2 separate regions of the Arachis hypogaea genome follow, and region 1 is linked to region 2. The links are chromatin contacts, called in public Hi-C maps. All regions are on one chromosome and are shown on one strand. Each heading gives the region's core, a stretch centred on a gene start, on an enhancer-like site or on the middle of the called end of the contact. The rest is flanking DNA. Distances are from core to core; before and after follow the strand shown. Region 1 holds the start of LOC112758170 (branched-chain-amino-acid aminotransferase-like protein 2). Region 2 has its middle 20 kb from the start of LOC112756765.

The links. A called contact is a pair of places that touch in the nucleus more often than the background predicts.
Region 1: a contact with region 2 is called in a Hi-C map of leaf, with 4 times the contacts expected there. The contact joins the promoter of LOC112758170 here to the enhancer-like site in region 2. A contact is called at or near these places in 4 of 8 Hi-C or Micro-C datasets (leaf and an unstated tissue).

What each region holds. Positions count from the first base shown.
Region 1 is chr16:17,836,412-17,840,215 of arahy.Tifrunner.gnm2.J5K5, reverse strand. It overlaps LOC112758170 (branched-chain-amino-acid aminotransferase-like protein 2), which reads left to right and starts at 1,307. Exons shown (of 20, transcript XM_025806768.3): 1 at 1,307-1,521; 2 at 1,664-1,762; 3 at 2,232-2,303; 4 at 2,394-2,486; 5 at 2,567-2,704; 6 at 2,787-2,845; 7 at 3,008-3,110; 8 at 3,212-3,403; 9 at 3,502-3,602; 10 at 3,713-3,767. The coding sequence starts at 1,435.
Region 2 is chr16:17,760,424-17,763,814 of arahy.Tifrunner.gnm2.J5K5, reverse strand. No RefSeq gene overlaps it. Among protein-coding and RNA genes, the nearest start is that of LOC112756765, 20 kb to the right of the region's middle. Within about 2 kb of position 1,719, at least 3 of the 3 cell types and tissues checked have open chromatin away from gene starts, as enhancers often do.

The DNA.
Region 1 (3,804 bases), core at 58-2,557, 77 kb before region 2:
GAAATAAGAGTCTTAAAAAAAAACTAGATAATCTCGCAAAATAAAAAAAATAAGAATACTATCTCCCAATTAAAAGATTCTTGAGAAAATAGATATTAATTAATCAGCAATTGAGACCGTTGTAACATCGAACAACAATCGCTGCCATGATCTTGTAGAGTAGTATAATTTTGTCAAACCATTGGCATTTTGAAAATTACCTCTGTTTTAAAGAAAAGAAGAAGATGTATATTATATGGTATCAATTATATGGTATCAATTTGAATTTATTTTTTAATTAAATATTATTGTAATTTGATTAAATTAGTTTATATCTTATCTATATTTTAAATTTCTTTTAATTTAAAATTCGAATACTATATAATTCAGTTTAAAAAATAATAATTACAATTTTTAAATTATAAAATTTAAAATTTGGATAAAATAAATAAATTTAAACTAACCAAATTACAATAGTTTGAGTCGGATTAGATTAAAAAATAAATTCAAATCGATATGACACAAATTAAAATTATTAGAATAAAATTGGATTAGATTAAAAAATTAAAAATCAAATTAATATAATTCGAATTATAAAAAATTATATCAATTTTAGTTTCTAAAATAATTCAAATTGTATTACAAATACCTTTTCTTTGTTTTTGATTTTTTTTAAAGATATAATTTTTATTGTATAAAAGAATTTTACACCTAAAGTACATTATGTTCTCGTGGAGTACATTATGTCAAGATAAATAGATTTTTTTCGATATGTTAAATGAATATTATCTAATGGATAAAGAAGAAAAAAAAAACAATATATAAATGAATCAATGAATTAAAAGAATCATGTTTATACATATTTAATATTTTTTTCCTTATCTCATTTAAGATACGTGTAAATATATATCATTATAAATAAGATAAATAATATGAAAAAATATAAATAATTTTAAAAATACATGTATTAATAAATAATAAATTTTATTTATTTATTTATACAAAATTTTAGAAAGACACTCTAATACAAAGTAAAAGAGTGCATAGAAAAAGAGAAAGAAAATAAAAAATAATGTCTTGTGAGTTCGTTATTTTTCTAATGGGAACATATAGTATAAATTTGTGTGTGAATATAACTATATTTATAGCAATTAAAGACCGCCAGGTAACAAAACTTTGGCTGCTATACCAAAATAACAAAAGCAGTGTGCGTAACCCACACAAAGGACACTTTACATTTGCATGCAACAATGCAACAAATTCGACCGCCACGGTTTCCAGTACGATAATATTGGCAGGGTTGTTATTTGTTACGCTACCCCAGCCCCTAAGCCAATTGGAGTACGTAAATGTGTCATCATATTTGTCGACTCAAATTTATGTCAAAGTGTTCTTAATTATTCTGCATTAAAAAGATAAATAACTTCGAAATTCGGAAGAAGCATCAGATCAGAGATGGTGGGAAGTGAAATAGTGGAGGTGATTCACTCATGGTCTGCACCAAGATCCTTAAGTACTAGTACCATGTATTCTTTTGCTCAGGTACCTTCTTCATTGTTAAATGCAAATTCATTGTTATTATTATCACTTAGTAATAATGGTTCATTTTAGTGATCATTTTTGGTGTTGAAGATTATCCTAACTACATACTATTCTGAGTTTTGATTTATAAAATGGTGTGCAGAGGGATGACATAGAAGTTCTTGATGAGCCTCTCTATGCAAATTTCCTTCGAGTTACTGGTCTTGATAGACCTTACAGGAAAGAACTACTCTCCAAAATGGTATCTATGTCTCTCTCATTTAAATTCCTGCATCATCATCATTATTATTAGGTTTGTTGGTTCCTATAATTTTACCAAAGTTTTAATTAGATAGCTATATTTATTTTTCTTTTCAATTGAGTTTTTTAACTGTTTTTAATTTTGTAATTAGATCATTTTCATGTCAAAAACGTTAAAATTAACATAATATTTTTCTTAAAATATATGCTGTCAAAGATCTAATTAGATTTTTAATTATGAATACCTTCAATTCAGTTAATTCTAATATTTTTACACTAGAAAGAACCTAATTATAAAATTAAAAATAGTGTAAAAACCTAATTGAAAGAAAAAAAAAATATAAAAATCTAATTACAAATTTGATAAAACTATAAGGATCAACAGAATAATTAAATCTTATTATTATTATTATTATTATCTCTCTCACTTTGCATGTTCCATGTTGAAATTTGTGTTTCAATTGTAAAAGGAATCTGATGGAAATAAGGTGGTGAATGATATAATTTTTGGTCCAGGAAGGATGAAGTATAGATATTGTAAGGTAAGTACTATTATCTTGTCTGTAATGATATGTGAAATTCCTCTTTTGTTCTTCAAACTTGTTTACTTCACTTAATTTCACTGTTTTCAGCACATAGCAAAGCAAAGGGTACCAGGTTTGACAAATGATCTAATGAAGAAAGGGAAACACTTCATTCTGATCAGAAATCCTCTTGACATTTTGGTAACAACACTTGATTATTATGAATAAACAAAATAGTGAAAATACTCTTGATTTTTGTAATTTGTCACATGTGAATGCAGCCATCATTTGACAAGGTTGTGGCTCCATCTTTCTTTGAGTTGGGATTGGCAGAGCTTGTCTGTATATACAACGAGCTTCGCGAGCTAGGCAAGTCGCCGCCTGTTATTGATGCTGCAGACCTTCAACAACATCCTGAGGTATCTCTCTAGCTATATACTTCAACAATACTAAACCATTCATTTTATAATATCAATGGTCATGGCCTTGTTTAATTTGTAGGCTACTCTGCGAGGTCTTTGTGATGATTTGGAGATCCCTTTTCAACCTACCATGCTCAGGTATATATGCATGCTAGGATTTAGTCATTTTTTCAGACATGTTGTTAGTGTATTCATTAATTTATCTTCTGGTGTATTATATATATTCAAATACAAGGATTCTTATTTGCAACAATCATTTTTGCATGCATGAAAAGTTGAAAAATTTACAAAATTTTGCAGTTGGGAAGAAGGTCCAAAATCAATAGATGGCTTATGGGCACCTTGGTGGTATGAATCTATTCATAAATCTACTTGTTTTAACCAAGCGAAAAGGTATCCTCAGGTAATGTTATGTTTCTGTTTTTTATGTTCAATTTCATGTTCTGTTGAGTCTAGGACATTGATTGATTGTGTTCAAATTCAATTTTATTGTTCTCTTTTCAGACATTTCCATTTTCTCTGTATGATCTGTTGGAGCAAAGTCTACCGTTGTACAATATGCTTCGACGCCATGTGAAGAAGAAGCAATCATCACTTCTAAGCCCTCCTTTACCACTTCCTGACCTTCCTGTTCCTACAAATGAGAAAATTCTTGTTTGGGTTGGTGATGAGATTGTGCCGCGTGATAGCGCAAAGGTACTTAATAACTTTTTGAATGGAATTAACATTTGTATTCATGTGATTGATTCACACATTGGCAGGGTGATAGAAATTTTTACCTTATGATCTATCAGGTATCTGTGTTTGATTCGGTTGTCCAAGGGGGCGACTCGGTTTGGGAGGGTCTTAGAGTGTATAATGGCAAGATATTCAAGCTTGAAGAACATCTAGACAGGTATTAATGTAACAAATTTTTAAATCATATATTCTATACTTTCAATTTACTGTTTTATCATATATAAAACACTCAGAAGTTAATGTTGATTATTTGTTGCTTTAAATTAGGATGTTTGATTCAGCAAAAGCTTTGGCTTTTGAAAATGTTCCAACTAGAGATGAGGTGTGTTTGATTTCAATTTAGCACCCCTGACTAGCAT
Region 2 (3,391 bases), core at 470-2,969:
GTAGGCTTTATATTTCTAGCTACGTTACCGTACGAAATAACAATACTATATCATCAGCTAGCTAGAATGAGTTGATTAAGAAATAAACCTTGAATTTAGATTTGCTTAGTAGTGGTTGAAACATACGTACTTTTTGCTTGCTTTGAATTTTAAACAAAGATTGTCTCTTTACCACTTCTAGGTCCTTTCCTAAGGGCAAGTAGTTAGTTTTGTTTGTGATTCTTCTGTGATGAGAATTTCAAAGATAGATAGGGTTCATTTAATTACGATTTACTGATCTCTCATCATGATTATTTTTATGATAATAATTGTTTCTTTGAACCTAAACAAAATTCCAAATTGCATATAGGGGCTAAATAAAGAGAGACCTAGAGGTAGCTTTTTTGATACTCCTGTGCATTTTGTTTATCCTTGCATGTTTTTGGGTCCCATTATGAAGTTGACATTGAAACTACAATTTTTAATTTTTTTTTTTCTGAAATTAGAAATAAAATTCAAACTCAAAACCTTTAGGTGAGGATGGAAAAATTATGTTATTTAAATTACAGTTTATTGATAAACTACAATTTTTACTTGTTTATTTATTAGTAAATAAAATAATTAAGATTAGAATATTCAACACACTTTGGTTTTTCTATGCAAGTAAGTTGCTCATATAAAGTAAAAAAAGGAAGGTATCTGTAGTATATGCCATCAATTAATCATCATTATATATAAATAATAAGTGAGTTCCTCATATTATTTTGTGTGCTTTGATTAAAGCCGTTCTCAAATATAAGAAGCAAGTAACCACTTGAACAATATAAGCCTTGTTGCTTGTATGCTTTCCTAGCAAATGCGATTGTAAGAACTACTAAGCAGGGTGCGTGCGTGCATGCAAAAGGTTCTAAAAGTTTTGTAATTTTTTATTTAAGATTTTTTTTCCCAAAATTTTAATCAAATTTCTTAGAGAATTATAAAGTTATATTCTTTTCTTCAACTTACACAAATTTAAAACATAAAATGGAAAACTATAAATCATTTTACCATTAAATCCGCAACTAAATTGTACATAAGCTATTAGTCAAATTAAAATATAATTTTTGTTCAGTAATTTGAAAATAAAAAATAACGAATTTATTATTTTTCCAAAACTTAAAAAAAAAATTAAATTCTTAATATATATTAAAAATTTTAAGAATTTTTCTAAGTTTTGAAGAGTAATGATATTGTCATTCATATTTTTTATAATGTCACTTTATAAATAATTTTTTGCATTATATGTTTGTTTAAATTTGTAAAAAAATGATAATATATATAAACACTCATTCAAAAAAAGTTATCTACAAACAAAAGATAAGCCACCAAATTAGTCTGTATGTATTTAACTATTTATATATAAATATATTTATAATTTAATTTATTTTTAATATATATATTTTAAATTTCTACATGTATTTTAATTTATAAAAGTGATTGATTTAGTAATTGATTATATATATATATATATATAAAAAGATAATATTCTTTTATTGATTGAAAGGTTCCATTTTTTTTAACATGGAAAGGTTCCATTTTAAGTTGGTCTTACTTTTTTTTGGTTAGACGATAAATGGTGAACACCTCCGGGTGATTTTTCAATTATATATATAAAAAAATTACAATAGGGTAGATAGGGTATGTAGGAATGCGTTTTTTTTTTGGTCGGAGGTTTCACTTTGCCGTTTTGTGTTTTTTATAAGAACCTTGTTTCTTTTTTTTTGGGCCCGCAGAACCTTGTGTCATTAATTGTTGTAACTAACGATAGAGTTGAGCTCCAGCCCAAAATAGCCTCTTTTTGTTTTGTTAGAACCTTGTATCCATGTCTAAAAAACCTTGCATCCCGTTAGTTGTTGCATCAAGGATCACCCAACAACAACAACAACAATATCAATAACCAAGTCGAGTGGTTAGCTGACTTGTCCGCTTAAACCTTAAGCAAGTGTTGGGAGTTCGAATCTCACCTTATGCATGCAGCAACCCATTGGTCAGCGACCGACCCTTAAATGGGATTCAGATCTGCGACGGATTAGTCCTTGACCTGTCGGGTTAGGAAATATCGTGGAAACAAAAAAACAACAACATAAATTATCATCATCATCTTACTAATATGTATTTTAAGGTGATATTTTAAAAATATTATAAAAAAATATTTCATTAAGAATTATTGAAAAGATTTTTTTCATATTTTAAATACATTAAATACATCAAAAATTTAAAAAAATATATTATTATTCTCTTAAAACGTGTCTTTAGAAATAAGATAGTTAAATTCTAATAATAAAGAATTTTGAATAATGCTATATGAATAAATTTTTTTGTAAATTAACTAAGTTGGTCTAATATATATTAACAAAAATTATTCTCATTATTTTTACTCATTCATTCACTTACTCATTTATTTATCTAAACTTTATTGTTTAACTTGGTTAGACTTAATTTAAAAAAAAATTATACGTATAATATTTCTCAAAAACTTTTCCATCGAGAATGACAACGGAATGAATTTCTTCATTCTATTAACAATTACCATTGATTGACTGAATGATGTTATTGAACACCTATTAATATGCCATTATGCTATGATCTAGTTTCCATTATACTTTTGAATATTTCGGTTTCCTGTGTTAAAACATATTACTAACAAAAAGAGTAAAGTATTGTTTTTATCTCTAACGTTTGGGACAAGTTTTATTCGTATTTTTAACGTTTAAATAATTTTATTTGTATCCCTAATATTTATAAAAGTGATTCAATATTATTTTGCCGTTAATTATATTAACAGATCAGATTATATTTTCAATTATTCTCACTTGGATGTATTCGATCATTCTCAATTAGGTCTCATTTGGATGTGTTCGATTTCAATATTGTATCCATTATTTGAGTTCAGGTTCAATTATGTTCCTAAAAAGGTGAATTATGTAAATGTTGCAGGGATTAGTTTTAATTTTTGATGAGCTATTATTCGGAGTGGATCATCGGTTCTGTCCCAGACATTTGTATTCTAATTTTAAAAAGAGATTTTCAGAAATCCAACTAAAGCTCATGGTGTATAATTGACGGTAGGATAACATTGAATCACTTTTACAAACGTTAGGAATACAAATAGGATGATTTAAACGTTAGGGACACAAATAGGACTTACCCAAAACATTGGGATAAAAACGATATTTTACTCTACTAACAAATATATCAAAGATTATGTGCATGTCTAAATTATTTTTTTATCAACCAAATCCACTTTTTAACTTTTTTGAATTGTGAATTTTGGTGTTTGGGTATTTTTTTTTCATGATTATCAACATTCAATCTCTTTAACGAATATGTGGTAGGAGTATCTATGAAAGAATTCAACGTTTAAGTTAGTATT